2 separate regions of the Macaca mulatta genome follow, and region 2 is linked to region 1. The links are chromatin contacts, called in public Hi-C maps. All regions are on one chromosome and are shown on one strand. Each heading gives the region's core, a stretch centred on a gene start, on an enhancer-like site or on the middle of the called end of the contact. The rest is flanking DNA. Distances are from core to core; before and after follow the strand shown. Region 1 has its middle 10 kb from the start of SDC3. Region 2 has its middle 44 kb from the start of LAPTM5.

Region 1 (3,857 bases), core at 798-3,297:
TGTTATCTATCTGTAAACTGAATTACATTCTGAAACTTTCCAGTTTCACTAAAAACTAAAACTACTCCTTTCCTAAGCCCTATAAGCTGAAACTCAATGACTTTAAGTTTTAGAACTATCACTACAAAAAATCATGTACAGATAACTTTCATGCCTGCTACTATACGAGTCATGTGGAGAGCTTACTGGAACACCGCCTGATGCCATAGCCGGAAACAGTCAATGCCATCTTCATACCATTGTCTAAACATGCTTCCAACTCACATCTAGACCTCTTAGTTAACTGCCCTTCAGACTCAAAAACTAAAATCATAATTTGCTCCAGATGTTAACCTTTGTTTTTCTTTCGTTTTCATAGAACAAAACCTTGAATTCCCTTCAAGGGATACAATCTGAAATGAACAATTTGCTTCAAGAGTACTCCAAAATAGTTCTTGATACCTTCACAGCTTAATAAGGAGGAACTTGTGCTTTTATTGATTAAGAAATGTTTGGGCCGGGTGCGGTGGCACACGCCTGAAATTTCAGTACTTTGGGAGACTGAGGCAGGCGGATCACCTGAGATCAGGAGTTTGAGACCAGCCTGGCCAACATGGTGAAACCCCGTCGCTACTAAAAATCACAAAAGTTAGCCGGGCGTGGTGGTGCGCGTCTGTAATCCCAGCTACTTGGGAGGCTGAAGCAGGAGAATCGCTTGAACCTGGGAGGTGGAGGTTGCAGTGAGCCGAGATCATGCCACTGCACTCCAGCCTGGGCAACAGAGTGAGACTATCTAAAAAAAAAATTGTTTTTTTGTTAATAAGAAATTGTTGCCCAAAATTTAAAGGCTCTTTTTTTGAGACAGGGTCTTACCCTGTCACCCAGACTGGAATGCATGCAGTGGTGCAATTATGGCTCACTGCAGCCTGGAACACCGGAGCTCAAGCAATCCTTCTGCCTCAGCCTGCTGAGTAACTGGGACCACAGGTGTGAGCCACCACACCTGGCTAACAAAGGCTCTTAAGAAACAAATATAAGTCTTAGCAGATAAGTGCTACTTCCTTCATCGATATGGTTTAGTTGGTGAAATCTTGGCTCCTGGGAATCTTTGATCCAGGGCATTTTTCAGTCTTTGACTATTATTTTCCTTACAGTTACTGTATTCACCCGCTTTGTGCATTGTATCCTTTCAAGGATTTTCAATGACACCGTTTCACCCTATAATCCCAGCACTTTGGGAGACCAAGACAGGAGGAGCGCTTGAAGCCAGGAGTTCTCGACCAGCCTGGGCAACAAAGCAAGACCTTGTTTTAATTTTAATTTAAAAATTAATTTAAAAATTAGTTAAAAATTTAAAAAATTAAAACTAAAAAAATTAATTAAAAATTAATTTTAAAAAATCTATTTTAATTAGCCCAGTACAGTGGCATGTGCCTGTAGTCCCACCTACTAAGGAGGCTGAGGTGGGAGGATCGCTTGAGCCAAGGAATTCGAGGCTGCAGTGAACTATGATGGTGCCACAGCACTCCAGCCTGGGTGACCGAGCAAGACCCTGTCTCTAAAAAATGCATAAATAAATGCTTTCCAGCAGCCACTTGCATATCGAATGATTGCCATCAGGATTTAACAACCTGGAGAACTCAGCAAGCCCACACTTGAGCCTATAGTGACTATGCAATTTTGGATACCAATGACCACAAGACCACACGACCTAACGGAGCTGTTGATGATAGCATTAACAAGACTCTGTTCCAGTGACTATGTTAACAGTGGTAACTGAGAATAATGCCGTACTCTGGTCATACTCTCAGCTTGCTTTTGAAACTGCCCCTATAAGCTTTATAAATTAATCAGGGAAGAAGAGAGGGGGAAAAAATGAAAATAAACCGAGCTTGTAGCACGTTCAGCCTTCACCATGAGGTCAGCTCACTCCCTGACCTGCCTCCTCACAGCTGTTTTTTGCAGCCTGTTGACCCAGAATCACGAGACCCTGTTACAGGACAATAGTTCCCCTTAGCTGTTCTACAGATAACAACTTGAACATTAGGAAGCCTTGAGTTCTCTCTTTGAGCTATTCCTTCACGTCCTGCATACTAAGGAAACTGCTGACTCAGCTGGTTTGAAGGACCTGACTAGTTTGAAGAGCTGACTCACCAAAAAATGCAGTTTCCATGTCCTGATGATTTCATCCCCCTTACCCAAAACCATCAATGACCCAAATTTCTTAGTCCCTCACCCTCAACAATCCCCTTAGAAATCCTAGCCCAGAACTCCTCGGAGGGATGGATTTGAGGATCTCCTCACTGGGCACCCTGCCATCAGTAAACTCTTTCTGCTTCTGCACACCCTGCTGTCTCCATGTCATGGGGTCTGTTACTGTGCAGTGGGCACAGGAACCATAGTACTGTAATACTTTATTTATTTTTCAAGATGAAGTTCTGCTGAGGCCGGGCGTGGTGGCTCCCACCTGTAATCTCAGCACTTTGGGAGGCCGAGGCGGGTGGATCACCTGAAGTCAGGAGTTCGAGACCAGCCTGACCAAGACGGTGAAACCCCCATCTCTACTAAAAATACAAAAATTAGCCTGGCACAGTGGTGGGCACCTGTAATCCCAGCTACTCCGGAGGCTGAGGCAGGAGAATTGCTTGAACCCGGGAGGTGGAGGTTGTGGTGAGCTGAGATGGCACCACTGCACTCTAGCCTGGGTGACAGAGTGAGACTCTGTCTCAAAAAAAAAAAAAAAAAAAAGAAAAAAAAGAAAAAGAAAAAGAAAAGATAGAGTCTCCTCTGTTGCCCAGGCTGGAGTGCAATGGTGTGATCTCGGCTCACTGTAACCTCTGCCTCCCAGGTTAAAGTGATTCTCCTGTCTCAGCTTTCTGAGTAGGATTACAGGTGTGCACCACCACACCCGGCTAATTTTTGTATTTTTAGTAGAGACAAGGTTTCGTCATGTTGACCAGGCTGGTCTGGAACTCCTGACCTCAGATGATCCACTCGCCTCAGCCTCCCGAAGTGTTGGGATTACAGGTGTGAGCCACTGTGCCCAGCACTATAACACTTTAACTTGTTAAATTAAAATGGAGACCAGGCCTGAAGAATACCAGGGTAGACAAAACCAGTTAGGCCTCATACATGACCTCAACCTTGCTTGATTTGCAAACATAAGCAAAACTTGAGCTATTTCTTGTAAATGCCTCTAGTCAAGAAAACAGAACTTCAGCTCAACCAATCAGAAGTAGTCCAGAAATTTTTATGTAACTGGGGACTTTCTAATGGCGTAGACCAAATAAACAACTACATAATTGCAACCAATCAAATAATTTATTTTACTTCTGCGTTTATCCCTTAAATACTTGTCTCTGACGATTTGTCACTGGAACATTAAACCTCTTCTGGTTTGGTGTTTCCCAATTCATGTATTGCTTTTCACTCAAAGAAGTACTTTAAACTGATCTGTGGGATCTAACAATCAAAACAATGAAACTCAGGAAGATAGAGAACAGAGGGATGGTTACCAGATGCTGGGAAGGCTAGCAAGGGGTTAGAGGAGAGGTGGGGAGGACAGTTAATGGGTACAACAAAAATGAAAGGATGATAAGACCTAGTATTTGATAGTACAAAAGGGTGACTATAGTCAATAATAACCTTTTCTCTTTTTTTATTGAGACAGAGTCTCTCTTTGTCACCCAGGCTGGAGTGCAGTGGCCCGATCTTGGCTCACTGCAGCCTCTGCCTCCTGGGTTCAAGCAATTATCTGCCTCAGCCTCCCGAGTAGCTGGGACTACAGGCACCCGCCACCACACCTGGCTAATTTTTGCATTTTTAGTACAGACAGGGTTTCACCATCTTGGCCAAGCTGATCTTGAACTCCTGACCTT
Region 2 (4,155 bases), core at 359-2,858, 120 kb after region 1:
GCCTCATATTAGGTTTTATTGAGGATAACAAAATGTTGCATCCAAAGTATTAGTACTTGGCACATAGCACTTTGTAAATATTAGTGTTTATTAGTAGAGTCAGCATTAGGCTAGAATTTGGGTTAGATTGAGTTGATAGAATTTTGAGGGAAAACCTCGGACCCAGGGCTGCCAGTCTGTTTGGGACCTGTCTGCACTTGTCTGTGTCTTAGGATGGCACAGAGGACTCTGCTAGGGATCAGGACAGGGCTGAGCTCAGAGCTGGGGCTTCGGTCACAGCAGAATGAAGAGTGAAACGGATTGGAGTTAGAATCCTGCTTTTCCCACATTGCTGGGTGACCTTGGACAATGTACTTGTTCTCTCTCTCTCTTTTATTTTTATTTTTTTGAGACAGGGTTTTCCTCTGTCCCCCAGGCTGGAGTGCAGTGGCCTGATCATAGCTCACTGCAGCCTGGACCTCCTGGGTGTAGGTGTTCCTCCCACCTCAGGCTCCCAAGTAGCAGCTGGGACTGCAGGCACGCACCACCATGCCCAGTGTTTTTTTTTTTTTTTTTTTTTTTTTTTGAGACAGAGTTTCGCTCTTGTTGCCCAGGCTGGAGTGCAGTGGTACGATCTTGGGTCACTGCAACCTCTGTCTCCCGGGTTCAAGCGATTCTCTTGCCTCGGCCTTCCAAGTAACTGGATTACAGGCATGCGACACCATGCCCAGCTAATTTTGTGTTTTTTAGTAGAGACAGGGTTTCACCACATTGGTCAGGCTGGTCTCGAACCCCTGAACTCAGGTGATCCGCTTGCCTCGGCCTCCTAAAGTGCTGGGATTACAGGCGTGAGCCACTGTGCCTGGCCCACCAACTGTTTTATTTATTTATTTATATTTATTATTGTTATTTTTTTGAGATAGAGGTTCTCCCTTGTTGCCCAGGCTGGGATGCAATGGTGCAACCTCGGCTCACTGCAATCTCTGCCTACTGGGTTCAAGCGATTCTCCTGCCTCAGTCTCCTGAGTAGCTGGGATTACAGGCACTTGCCGCCACGCTTGGCTAATTTTTGTATTTTAGTAGAGACGGGGGTTTCACTATATTGGTTAGGCTGGTCTCAAACTCCTGACCTCAGGTGATCCACCCGTCTCAGCCTCCCAAAATGCTGGGATTATGGGTGTGAACCACTGCGCCTGGCCTTATTTTTTGTATTTTTAGTTTGAGACTGGCCTGGAACTCCTGAGCTCAAGTGATCCTCTTGCCTTGGCCTCCCAAAGCATTGGGATTACAGGCATGAGCCACCGTGCCTGGCCCACTTGCTGTCTTTAAGCTTCAGTTTCCCTCTCTGTAAAATGGGGGTAATATTGCCCATCCCAACAAGGCGTTTGGTTAGTATTAAGTAAGATCATGGTGCCAGCCCTTAGACCTCAGTGAGTGTTTTGTATTTTAAAAATGATTTTCCTCCCCAGCAGTTTTCCACATCAAATTATTTGTTTCAAGAGAACGACCACGTAGCTGCTTGTAGCTGGCTTTCTTCGTCCATCCTTCCAGCCACCCGCGGTTGGTCTGCTGGAGTCAGATGTGCAGCGGGCACTGTGGATCCAGAGGCAGCAGAGCAGAGGGGTCAGGAGAGGCCTCCCTAGGGCTGAGATCCCTGGCTCCGTTTTGCAGGCTGGCAGGGGCACTGCATGTGCGAAGGCACAGAGGCCTGCCCGTTGAACTATGCGGAGTTTTATGAAAATCGGAATGGGTGAGGGGTACAAGCAAAGTCCCAGTGTTTCCAGCGTTCTTTCCAACCCTGTCGCCTGTCGCTCGACGCGGACCTCCTGCAAATGAAGCGCGGGTGCCCTCTGCTGGCCTGCCTGCTGACTGCACCTTCTACTTTGGGGACTCCCAGCCCCCGTGTCTTTGGGAGGCAAATGTCCATAAAAGGTGGAGTATCTAAACTGGGAAGACCCTCAGAAATCATCCACCCCTGACTTCCCGATGGAGACGTGAGGCCCTGTGTGGGGCAGGGAGCTTGCACAGGGCAGGAATTCGGGCCCCTGAATCCAATGGAGGCTGGGCTGTCAGTGCCTGGGATAGGGAGGTGCCCAGGGAGGGTTCTTGCCGCGGAGCTCCAGCCTGCGGAAGGTGGAAGGGGGGTGGGTGGAGGGTGACTGCAGAGAGCAGAGGGGGTTTCGGATTCTCAGCCCCTTGCCCCATCTGGCTGGCTCAGTCGTGGGATTTCCTGTTTTGTCTTGGAGCAGCGGCATTGCAACCTGATAGCCATGAAATAGGAGCTCAAGATTGTGTGTGTGTGTGTGTGTGTGTGTGTGTGTGTGTGTGTGTGTGTGTGTGTGTCTTGAAGGGTGATGTTGGCATCAATCAGTAGGTGTCCTGGGCTGGTGACATCACCCCCCTACCGCTCTGATCTTCCTTTAAAGCCCTTCCTTTCTCCACTCCTAAGTCCCCAGCGGCTGCCATTGCTGCCTGGCCCTTGGTTCTCCAGCAAAGGTGGTGGTGGGTGAGGGGACCTGAAATCAGGAAAGACGCTTACCTTTAGAGCCCCAACAGAAGATAGCCATGGGTGCCAAAGCTGGGGTGGGCTTAGAATGGGCAGGTTTCATAGGCGATCAGAAGTGGGGAGGGTAAGAGAGAAGCGAGTTGAGGACGGTGCTCAAGCTGCTGGCCTAGATGATGGGTTGTGCCCTTGATGAGATGAGGAGCTTGGGGAGACCACAGCAACCTGATGCCTGGAAGCTCATCCCCTGTGGAGAGCACTGTTTCCTGTCTCATCCTCCTGGCAGGGCGGCTGTGTATGTGTGTGTGCGTGTGTGTGTGTGTGCATAGGCACTGTGTGTGTGCTGGGTATGCCACGTCCATGAGCTGGGAGCCTGGGTTTACTAGGGATGGGGGCCATAAGACCAGGAAGAGGCCCACCTTGGCTGGGAAGTGACCCTTTGTTCCCAGTATGGATCACATCAAGGCCAGTAAGACTGTGGTCTGTTCCTGGTTGATGGTGGGTGGGGAGGGCCTGGCTTAGCCTGGCTTAGAGTGCAGATGGGAGTTCCAGGCCTGCACCCGTCTTTCCCAGTAGGGTGGCCTCAGGCAAGTGCCTGCCTCTCTCTAGGCCTCGGTGCCCTCACCTGACAAATGGAGACAATGCAGTGTAGATGAGCGGAGACAGCGACAGAGACACTGCAGGAAGAGTGCTCAGTGCTGTGTCTGGCACACTGTGGGCCCTGGGTAAAGGGCAGAAGGTATTAGTGTTTCTTAGCTGGGTGTTCTGGTGCTTGGTAGTCGGGCCCCATCTCTCTGTCTGACTTTATTGCTCCTAGGCCTTCCTCCTCACTCTGCTCCAGCTGCACTGACCCTTCTTCCATGGCTGGAGAACACCAGGTTCATTCCAGTCCGGAGCCTGCTCAGCAGCTCTTCTGGCTGCCGGTTTCAGTTGTTGCATTGCCTGTTCCTTCTCAGCTCTGAGGTCCCTGTCTAATGTCACCTCCCTGGGGCAGTCTCCCTGACTACTGTAGCAAGGCACCTACTGTGCCTCTCGACAGTCAGCCCGCCTTCCTTCCTTCCTTCCTTCCTTCCTTCCTTCCTTCCTTCCTTCCTTCCTTCCTTCCTCCCTTCCTTCCTTCCTTCCCTTTCTTTCTTCCTTCCTCCCTCCCTCTCTCCCTTTCTTTCCCTTCCTTCCTTCTTTCTCTCTTTCTTTCTTTTTCTTTCTCTTTCTTTCTTTCTTTCTTTCTTTCTTTCTTTCTTTCTTTTTCTTTCTCTCTCTCTTTCTTTCTCTCTCTCTCTTTTCTTTTCTTTTCTTTCTTCCTTTACCCCCCTCTCTCCCTCTCCCTCTGCCTGCCTGCCTGCCTGCCTGCCTTCCTTCCTTCCTTCCTTCCTTCCTTCCTTCCTTCCTTCCTTCCTCCCTTTTTCTTTTTTGAGATAGGGTCTTGCTTTGTTGCTCACGCTGAGTACAGTGGTGCAATCATAGCTCACTGTAACTTTGAACTCCTGGGTTCAAGGGATCCTCCCACCCGGGCCTCCCAAAACGCTGGGATTACAGGCATATGAGCCACCATGCCTGGCCCCTGTTGTCTAGCGGTACTGTTGTTGGAGCAGGTGCTGCTGGAGAGTGCATGAGTGTGCATGTATGTTCACCTATGTGTTCATATGTGTGCCTGGACATTTGGGGGAAGATTG

Evidence for each region. Hi-C and Micro-C count contacts between places; a contact is called where the count stands out from the background.
Region 2: a contact with region 1 is called in a Hi-C map of blood, with 5 times the contacts expected there. The contact joins two enhancer-like sites. A contact is called at or near these places in 8 of 14 Hi-C or Micro-C datasets (CD4 T cells, blood, cortical neurons and 5 more).

Annotation. Positions count from the first base shown.
Region 1 is chr1:209,949,079-209,952,935 of T2T-MMU8v2.0, forward strand. No RefSeq gene overlaps it. Among named protein-coding and RNA genes, the nearest start is that of SDC3, 10 kb to the right of the region's middle. Within about 2 kb of position 2,048, at least 2 of the 40 cell types and tissues checked have an H3K27ac peak or open chromatin away from gene starts, as enhancers often do.
Region 2 is chr1:210,065,608-210,069,762 of T2T-MMU8v2.0, forward strand. No RefSeq gene overlaps it. Among named protein-coding and RNA genes, the nearest start is that of LAPTM5, 44 kb to the right of the region's middle. Within about 2 kb of position 1,609, at least 9 of the 40 cell types and tissues checked have an H3K27ac peak or open chromatin away from gene starts, as enhancers often do.